2 separate regions of the Sus scrofa genome follow, and region 1 is linked to region 2. A link is a contact called in public Hi-C data. All regions are on one chromosome and are shown on one strand. Each heading gives the region's core, a stretch centred on a gene start, on an enhancer-like site or on the middle of the called end of the contact. The rest is flanking DNA. Distances are from core to core; before and after follow the strand shown.

Region 1 (4,608 bases), core at 2,067-4,566, 140 kb after region 2:
TCCCGCCCCCCTCCCCACCGGAAGTGGAGTGGATCGCAGCAAGCCACCATTTTAGTCTTAAAGGGAGAGTACACCATTTCATAGACTGAAGCGGAGGAGGAGGAAGCGAGTAGAAGCGGAAGACTTTAATCTAAGAGCCCGTGGGCTCTTTTACTGCCACTGATACCGTTAAGTGAGCGCCTGCTGCGTATATAGCAGTTCTCTGGATGCCGAGAAAAGTTCCGAGGCACAGCTCCTCTCCTCATAGACACTCTTCGTCCGTCTAGGACCTGCGAGAGAAAAGGGGGCAAGGCCCACCTGCACCCAGGAAGGGAGGAGGGGCTAATAAGTGAGAAAAGGAAGAATATTCAGGCCCGAGCCTGAACCCAGGTCCCAGAGCATCTGGGGGACCTGGGGCGGGGCAGCGTAGCTCTGGGAACGCACTGGGGCGCTCCATGTTGGGGGCGAAGACCCCAACTGACCCTCTCTTAGAAGGTGGGGAGGTCGAAAGCGCGTGCTAATTGCCCTTGGCCGCTCAGCTCGACCCTTCGAACCGAGAACCGCGAGAGGGGCGTGCAATGCGGAGGACGCTGCCGGTCAGTCACCTGTCCCCGCAGCCTCAGAGTTGCCCGCGGCTTCTACGGCTTTGGAGGCGGCGGGCCAGGCTGGGCGGGCAGCCCTGGCCTGGCTCTGCCCCTGGAGCGGTCCCGGAGACTCGGGCGACGAAGTGACTACGGCCCCAGTTTGCTCCGGCCTTCGACTCGGGACCCTTCTCGGGCTTGGCCCCAGGGTCAGGAGGGCAAGGTGAAGGCTTCTGGGCGGACCCAGTTAGTATTCTAATTAACCTCGTCCGAGGCACTGTGACTGGGGATCCAAAGCAGGGCAATGCGCCAATAATCTGGGCCATGCGGTCACTCCCTCTGCAGCCCTGCCCTGCCCCGTGCCTCCCAATTCTTTAGACAACCCAAAGGTTCTCCCTCCCCCTCTCTTTTCGGCAAATCTCGTTCCTTCTGGGCTAAGTCCTGCTGAACTCGTTTCCCTGCAGCTTGGGAGGGGCCGGCTACAGGTTCCTCTCCTCAGGTGTCTGCCCTGCCCCCTTCTCCCCTCATGTTGCTTTTTCCTTATTCACTCGTTTATCTTCCTCCAAATCCCCCACTTTGGTTTAGGTTGATATCCAACAGAAGGACTTACTGGCCACCTCTTACACCAGTCTGCATTTCCCACTTAAAGAACAACAACAACAAATCCTAAGAGCAGTGGCTGACCAGGAACTTGCTACAGCTTTGAAATGAAACTTGAGAAGTTTTCTAGGGTCACAGCTTGCCTTCCCTCCCATACTTCACCTTCCCGAGTCCCACCAGAGATCCAATTCAGAAGATCTCAGGAGTTCCCGTCGTGGCGCAGTGGTTAACGAATCCGACTAGGAACCATGAGGTTGCAGGTTCGGTCCCTGCCCTTGCTCAGTGGGTTAACGATTCGGCGTTGCCGTGAGCTGTGGTGTAGGTTGCAGACGCGGCTCGGATCCTGCGTTGCTGTGGCTCTGGCGTAGGCCGGTGGCTAGAGCTCCGATTCAACCCCTAGCCTGGGAACCTCCATATGCTGCGGGAGCGGCCCAAGAAATAGCAACAACAACAAAAGACAAAAAAAAAAAAAAAAAAAAAGATCTCAAAAAGACTCATTTAAAAACTGACTTGCATTCAATACAAAGTCATTGCAAGTGTTCTAACACTGCCATCTTTAACCCCTGCTCTTTCAACAAATGTGCTTCATCCCTGCTGGGTTTAGTATCCTGTCCGTAGCCCTGTTACTAATGATTAAAGGTAGGAGTAAGATGAAGCTTGTAAAAACTAGTGGGATGCATTGGTCCTTACTGTACTGAGAAGTTCTGGTACTAGTACTAGTGGGCTAATCTATGGACCTTTCTGCAAGAAGCAGTCCTAAAGTGGCTCCTGTTGACCACCCAATCCTAGGCCCCCTATATGCCCTCAGTCATCCTGCCTCAGTTCTGGGGTTGACAGGAAATGAAACTCAGTTGTCTGCCTAGTAGACCTGCCTGGGACCCAACCCTGAACTCCGGATGTGCCCCCCCACACACACCACCCTGAGGAGGAAGAGGGGAACGAAGAGGCTGGGGAGAACAAGGCTGTTGTTTTTTCCTTTCCCTTTGTTCATTGTGGTTTCTTTCTTTCTGATTTTTATGATGTGGTTGATTAAAGAAATGAGCACCTGGAACTGTAGGCATTAGACGCCTCCTCCTTAGATGTTTCTTGGCCTTTCTTCCTCCCACCCCAACCAATAACTGACTGGGGTATGATGGAGCCCAGACCCTAAAGAAGACACATGTCTAGAGTATGACTGATTCCAACTTATTCCATACTAAATCACCTCATGACCCACTTTGAAGTCTAAAAAAATATCTTAAAAGGAGCATCCTTAACTTCATGTAGGCACACAGCTGAGAATGATGGAGTAAGAAACACAAGTCATACATAGGGTGATAGCACTGCAAGTGTTATCTGCAAGGAAAGCTGAGTACCTTAAGGCTTAGTATCATTCCAGGATTTCTATGTGAGGGGCTCAGCGGCAGAAAACTGATTGGAAGAGGGGCTAGGGGATCTGTTCTTACTTCTACTGAATGTTTGTTTAGGATGGATTACAGTGGGAAGGCCTTACACGCACAGCCACACACAGCAAGCCACTCTTTGGTGCGGTCCCTAAGCTGGGCTATGTCTTTGGATGTCCTGCAGAACTAAGTACAGACCTGGTGCATAATAAGCCTTCAAAAGTACTTATGATTCTATGACTAAGGAGGTCATATAAGAAGGGGAGAGGAAGGATGGGGAGTGGCAGGATCCTGGTCCTTTTTAGAGGGAATGTCCTTGTCTTTTTAAGATTAGAGGGAAGACAGGAGCAGAGGCCCTCTCTAACCCCTGCTTCAGACTCCAGTTCAGATGCAACAACAATACTTCCAAACCCTATTACTCAGCAGCTGTATTTCTGATAAAAATGGAGGATTCTCTTCCAACAAGTCTATCTTGAAACAGTCAAGAACTGCTTAGATCCCTCTGTTTCCACTAGAGGGCCTCCTGTATTCATTCCTTCTCTCCATCCCCCACCAAAAGTATGTATATATTATATGTGTGTTTGTATGTGTGTACATACACAACAGGCAACAGGCACACACACCCTTCCAATCAGAGCTCTCCCCTCCCCCTCTCTTCCACTAACAGGAGTAAGAGGGAAGATTCCAGGAGCTCAAGCTTTTGTTACTTATGTTACTTCATTGAAGGGTAGGAGGGGGTTAGACAAGGTTGGGGCGGGGCCAGGGAACAGGATGCCTAGGTCCTCAGTTCCTACCAGTAAGTCCCTAGGCCTCTGTCTGTCTCCCTTGCTCTACCAGCCTTACCAGTATCCATGCTGTTCCAAGTGCTTTAACTCCAGAATAGATACCAGACGGGAGGAGCCGAAAGGATCTCTTCACCCAGACTTCTGGCCAGGGCTTTCTACACCACCTGCCAAGACTAGCAGGTAAAGTGGGTTGCCTGGAGGGTTGGGGCACTGGAGAAAGGGTTGACACAGACCAGCATGCTTTTAGCATTCTCGACCCCAGAATTAAGGGAAGAATCTGAGCCTTGAGAGAAGGAGGTGTCCTTGGCTTGGAAAACAAATATGACACATCTGAAGTTTGGGTTTAACGGAGGTGAGGAACCTGGAGGCAAAGGTGGGCAGATTCTCTCAAGTCGTGTCAAGCTCTGTGGAGCCCATGGTGGCAGGGAGGTGTTTGGTCTTAGAATGTGCGGTCTGGAACTCTGGCCTTGCTGCTGCCCAATCTCCTGAGTATGAATTCAATCCATAGTGGATGCAGAGGAAGTCCCCTGATGGCAGCAGTTAGGAAGGAGAAGGTGAGTCGTTGGGTGGGTGGGCAACTGCCAAGGTGTGTCATCAGCTGGCCCGCCCCCTATCTTGGCCTCCCAGGTTTGGGATGCGGGGAGAGGCTATGAATGACTGGGGGGGGGAAGGGGATCGGAAAGATACAAACAGAGCTGCTACGGGGGCGGGAAGCTGAGTAGCGCAGGAATGTGGAGAAAGTGGCACAGACCAGAGCCCTGGAGATATTCGGGGAAGGGGGAATCGGGTCTAGTGAAATAGAAGTTCACGGAGTTGGGGGCGCCCGGCACCGGCGCGGGCGGGCGGGCGGGCCGGCCGGGATGGGGGGCGGGCGGCTGTGTCGTCAGGAGCGGGGCGGCCCCGCGGCGGCCGCGTCTGCCTGGCCCGTCCCCTCCAGCCCAGCTCGGGCTCCAGCTCCCGCGCCGGCGCTCCAGCTCCGACCGCGCGCCCTCCGCAGGCAAGGTAGAGACCCCCGCGAGCCCCCCGCTGCCTCCCGCCCTTCCGCACCGGAGCAGGCGCGGGCAGGGGCCGCGGGAGGGGACGCCCCACGGGTTGGGGTAGGGCTGCTGGGCCGAGAAGGAGGAAGCGTGACAGCTGGAGTAGGTAGCTAGAAGGGTTTGCGCCAGGAGCGGGGGGCAGCGGGAGGGCTGGCCCAGAACCCGGTAGGCAGCTTTCCCCCGCCCCAGACCTTCCCCTCCATCTCTCCCAGTCGAACGGACGGATGCTGAAGCTGTCTCCTAG
Region 2 (4,923 bases), core at 1,207-3,706:
TAAAGGAAAGAAAAATCATCATGAAAAAGGAGCCTGTGAAAGCCACTTTTGACAAATTCCCATTGTGTTGCAGTGGTAATGAATCCCACTAGTGTCCGTGAGGAAGATGCAGGTTCGTCCCCTAGCCTCCCTCAGTGGGTTAAGGATCCAGCACCTCTGTGAGCTGTAGTGTAGATCGCAGATGCAGCTCAGATCCTGAGTTATTGCGGCTGTGGCATAGGCCAGGCGGCTGCAGGTCCGATTCAGTCTCTAGCCTGGGAACTTCCATATGCCACAGGTGTGGCCCTAAAACAGAAGCCACTGTTGATTGATTGCTATGCAACCCTCACAACCAGTTGAGGGTAGGCAGTGTGAGTGTATGTCATAGATGAAGAAACTTGATGAAATGTTGAGGTGCTTGTGTCTTGGAGAAACTAGCTGTCTAAGTTTTTGGTTTTGTCTGTTTTCTTCCATTCTGCTGGGTCTTACTTCCCGTCCTCCATGGAACAGATCATCTCTTCAAAGCTCCCCAGCTTGGCCCTCCTCATCCCTATCCAACCTTCCTCCTTCATACCTGCATCCCCAGTTCCTTCCCTCATTCCACTCCAACTCCCCAGCCCAACTCAGTCCTTACAACCCAGGGTTCCGTCTAATCCAAAGAGGAAACCAGTGTTCCGCTCTTCTGCCTGAGAAGCCCAAGGCATTTCTTTCATCAGATCTGATCCCTAGCCAGGGGAACTCCATATGCCGCAAGTAGCCAAAAAAGAGAAAGAAAGAAAGAAAGAAAGAAAGAAAGAAAGAAAGAAAGAAAGAAAGAAAGAAAGAAAGAAAGAAAGAAAGAAAGAAAGAAAGAAAGAAAGAAAGAAAGAAAGAAAGAAAGAAAGAAAGAAAGGAGGAAATCAGCCCAGAGAAACTGAAATCTGGGAAGAGGTATCCAAAACCAGAAGTTAAGCACTTCAGGAGCGTTTTAGTGCTGTGGCCCCCTTCTGCTCGGCTGTACCCAGTGTTACATCTGAAGGCTAGAGCTAGCGCACATCTGGGTTTCTCCCCTTGCAATTTGCTATTTCCAACTAAAGCGTCTGAAGGCAGCCCTCTGTCTCATCCTCACCCCTACAACTACAAGCCCCTTCTCAGTCTTCTAAGACCCTGCGAATCCAAAGTACAGCTATGAATCCAGAGGTCCAGATTCCTCTGCAAGCACAATGGTCTCCAGCAGCCCTACTTCCTCCGGCTGTTTCCCCAGTGCTCCCAGATTCGTGCCTTTTCCAGCCTTCTGACTCCCTTATTCCCTTTCAAGCCTCAATTTCAAGTTCACACTCTTCCCAGTGCTGAGTCTTGCTCTTGGGCTCCCCACCACCTCTCCACCTTCTCAGACTGACCCCTGGCCTCTTCTCCTTGTCTCTCTTGCTAGCCCACGTGTCCAATCCATCCATCTCATGCTTCCCGATGCCCCTGCTGAGCCTGATGCTGCCCCTCCATCTTCCAGACCCCTTCATCTTCCTTGGGCTGCTTCTGGTAGCTGGGGCTCCTTTGGGCTCAAATTCTCCACCTCCTCCCCCTCTTGGGTTCTCACTGTTCCCACCAAGGCTGACTCTCATCACTGAGCTGCCTCTCCTTCCTTCAGGAGTCTCCATCTGCCTATGTCGGCCTGAACCTGATCCTGGGTCTGCCCCTGGGGCTCCCTTGGTACCTCCCAGGCTCTGTTGGAACATTTCTCTCCTCTCTCATCCCCCGGGTTCTGGGCTCAGTTCTTCAGCCCCTCTTCCCAACTCCATGTACCCCTGACCTCCTGTGGTCTGGATCTGCAGACCTCTAGCTCTCCAGCTGTCTAGCTATCACTCTCTCCTCCCTCTGCTCTCCGACTCCCCTCTCTCCTTCACTAGTGATGCCATCACTTTCCTCCTCTATCTCTGTCTCTCTGCTTAAGTCTCTTCTGTCTGTGTCTCCCCCCCAACTCTTATCCTCCCCTTTGTTTCTCTCTCTCTCCTCTTCCTCCCCCTCTTTCTATTTCTGCGCCTCTCCTCTGTGTCTTCCCCCTTTATCTCTGTCTCCGATTCTGACTTTCTCCATCTCTCCCTTCCTCTTCCCCACCCCTATATCTCTGTCTCTCCATCTCTCTGGGCCCTTGCTCCCTCCCTCTCTCTCTTTTCCTCGGCTCTCTCCGGCTCCCTCTCTCGCCTCGGATGACAGCGCTGCCTCTTTTGTTGGCTCCGCAGCCAATCGCGGCCGCTGACGACACGGGGGCCGGGGCTATAAAGGGCCTGGCCCGGGCTCGGGCCCCCCCAGCCGCCCGCCCCGGCCGCCCGCCCGCCCCGCCCGCGCGCCCGCCGCCCCCGGCCCCCCGGCCCCCCTCGGCCGGGCAGCCCCCAATCCCGCGCCGCCCGGACCCCCTCCTCCTCCCTCCCTCCTCCCTCCGCCCCCTCCCCTCGGGACTCCGGCGTCCCCGCCCCCCAGTCCTCCCTCCCCTCCCCTCCAGCATGGTGCTCGCGGCCCCGCTGCTGCTGGGCTTCCTGCTCCTCGCCCTGGAGCTGCGGCCCCGGGGGGAGGCGGCCGAGGGCCCCGCGGCGGCGGCGGCGGCGGCGGCGGCGGCGGGGGCCGGGGGGGAGCGCTCGAGCCGGCCGGCCGCGTCCGTGGCGCCCGAGCCCGACGGCTGCCCCGTGTGCTTGTGGCGGCAGCATAGCCGTGAGCTGCGCCTGGAGAGCATCAAGTCGCAGATCTTGAGCAAACTGCGGCTCAAGGAGGCGCCCAACATCAGCCGCGAGGTGGTGAAGCAGCTGCTTCCCAAGGCGCCTCCGCTGCAGCAGATCCTGGACCTGCACGACTTCCAGGGCGACGCGCTGCAGCCCGAGGACTTCCTGGAGGAGGACGAGTACCACGCCACCACCGAGACTGTCATTAGCATGGCCCAGGAGAGTAAGTGGACCGCGGGGCAAGAGCGGTGGGGTGCTGGCTCCCGCTCCCGCTCCGGGAAAGTGAGCGCCTGCCGCTCGAAGCGGGGCGTTCCGGGTTACTCCGGCCGGAAAGCCTTTTCTGAGAAAACTTGACGGATTGGGGGCCGGGGGGCTGTTCCACAAGTTTTTCGAGCTGTAGAGATGGGCTGCGGAGTTCTGTGCACTTTTGGTCCCCGGAGGTGAGGGGGCAAAAGGAAAGCGTTGCGAGATAGCACCTCCGAGCCGGGATGTGCGAAAAAGATCCCGGCTTGGGGGGATACTGGGAAAGCCGGGGTCCGCCTGTAGGGGAAGGGGCAGAAACTCGATGCCGAAAGGCCGTGGTAGAGAGGCTGAAAAATAGAATCGGAGGCTTCGGGACCCAGGCAGTCCCAGCCAGGCTGCGGTGCTCTCCGCCTCCCAGTGGCACCAACTCTCCACCTCTACCACCTTGGGCTTTGCAACGCGCCCCCCGGGCTGCGAAGAACCGAGAGCTCCTCTCCTAATCCTAGGAAAGAGATACCAGAGCCCTGTATCTCTCCCGGCAGCCCTGGCACCCATTCCACCTGGGACCCTTCGGTCTCTCAAGGGGCGGGTGAAAGCTGTGCCTTCTCGGTACTGACCGAGCTCAGAGAACTCAACTTCATTGCACTGGGGCTAAGGGCACCCGTTGGGCAGCTCAGACCTCTATGTTGGTTGTATTCCATATTCACTTGCCCCAACCCTCAATGAGACTTGAGGAGAGGGAGAAAGACCTAGCAAGAAAAAGAAAGAAATAGATGGGAGGGAGGGGGGAACCCAGGAGTCCTAGCCCCTGGCCAAACGGAAGATGAACATGTTAATAGACTTGAGCTGCTTTGAAATTTTATGGCCTGGAAAATCCAGGCCAACACTGCCCCCCCCCAACTCCTAGCTCTCCCTAAGATCAGATGACTCCCTTTTCCCCTCCCCCACTGAAGTCTTCCCCCCACCACCTCCAACAACCAGGGAACCAGGCCCTCTCTTATTCCCCAGTGGTTTGGCAAAGCCAAACCCCCCCACCCCAACTGTTTGGTTTTATGGCTCTGAAGAGAAGAGGGGGAGACTGGTTTATTGGCAGATGGGTCATAAAAACCCGGGGATGAGGGGAGTCCTAGTGGCCCACCCCCAAGGGAGAGGCTTGGGAACCCAGGTGTGCATGTGGGGGGCTGAGTGCCTCACACTGCCACCAATTTTTCTGCGATCCTAACTCCACAGTACTTGGTCAGGGCTGCAAAGAATAGAACACCAAAGGACTAGGAAATTAACCTGGGGTGGGGGGTGGGAAGGCCTGGGATCTGGTGGTGAGTTCCCCAGTCTCCTTTTGCTTCTTGAGGCTTCTGCCTCATAGAAGCTAGGGTTAGTCTGAGATTGACTGAGGGCAGGGGTCGGAGGTGGGGATTCTAACAAACTTAGAAACCAGAGAGTGGTAGAGGAATTCTGAAGAAGAGTTTGCTGGAAGAAGATGAAGGGTACAGAAGGAAAGGATACTCTGGTCTATGTGGTATATATATAGTGTGTGAGAATTTCCAGAATGAGTGATGGAGCTGTGGACTTTCCCTGCCCATTCTATCCTTAGCATCCCTTAACCAGTTGGCCTGAGCCTGGAATTAGCCCTGGTAATGGGGATGCAGGAAGTAAACAGATGCTGCATGCACAGTTTGGGGACTGCAAGTTACACTAGGGTTGGGGAGGAGGGGGAAGGATCAGCAGGTGGGGTTCTACCCCAGCGTCTACCCTCCTGCTGCCCCAGGACTTAGATAACTAGGGAACTGGGTCTCCAGCCAGGTATTGTACGTCCCCTTTAAGAGCCAAGCTGAGCTCTTAAGAGAGGGAGGGGGAGCCAGGGGAGGGGAGGGAGAGAGGGGAAAAGGAAAAAGAGACTTTTATAGTCTAATCCCCAGGGACCCGCTTTAATAAGAGACTTGTGCTCTGCTAATCGGGGGAGGTGTTTGTCAGCAGAGATGGCCTCCGCTCCCCTCCCCCTTCCTCCCCTCCC

What was found. Hi-C and Micro-C count contacts between places; a contact is called where the count stands out from the background.
Region 1: a contact with region 2 is called in a Hi-C map of skeletal muscle, with 4 times the contacts expected there. The contact joins the promoter of DGKA here to the promoter of GDF11 in region 2. A contact is called at or near these places in 3 of 5 promoter capture datasets (fetal liver, fetal skeletal muscle and liver), 24 of 47 Hi-C or Micro-C datasets (adipose tissue, alveolar macrophages, blood and 14 more) and 2 of 2 datasets of contacts at active chromatin or transcription factors (alveolar macrophages and skeletal muscle).

The regions. Positions count from the first base shown.
Region 1 is chr5:21,328,334-21,332,941 of Sscrofa11.1, forward strand. DGKA (diacylglycerol kinase alpha) reads left to right here and starts at 3,317. Exons shown (of 24, transcript NM_214032.2): 1 at 3,317-3,507. PYM1 (partner of Y14 and mago) reads right to left here and starts at 996. Exons shown (of 4, transcript XM_005663885.3): 1 at 585-996; 2 at 167-297. The coding sequence starts at 245.
Region 2 is chr5:21,188,932-21,193,854 of Sscrofa11.1, forward strand. It overlaps GDF11 (growth differentiation factor 11), which reads left to right and starts at 2,457. Exons shown (of 3, transcript NM_001244310.1): 1 at 2,457-2,892. The coding sequence starts at 2,457.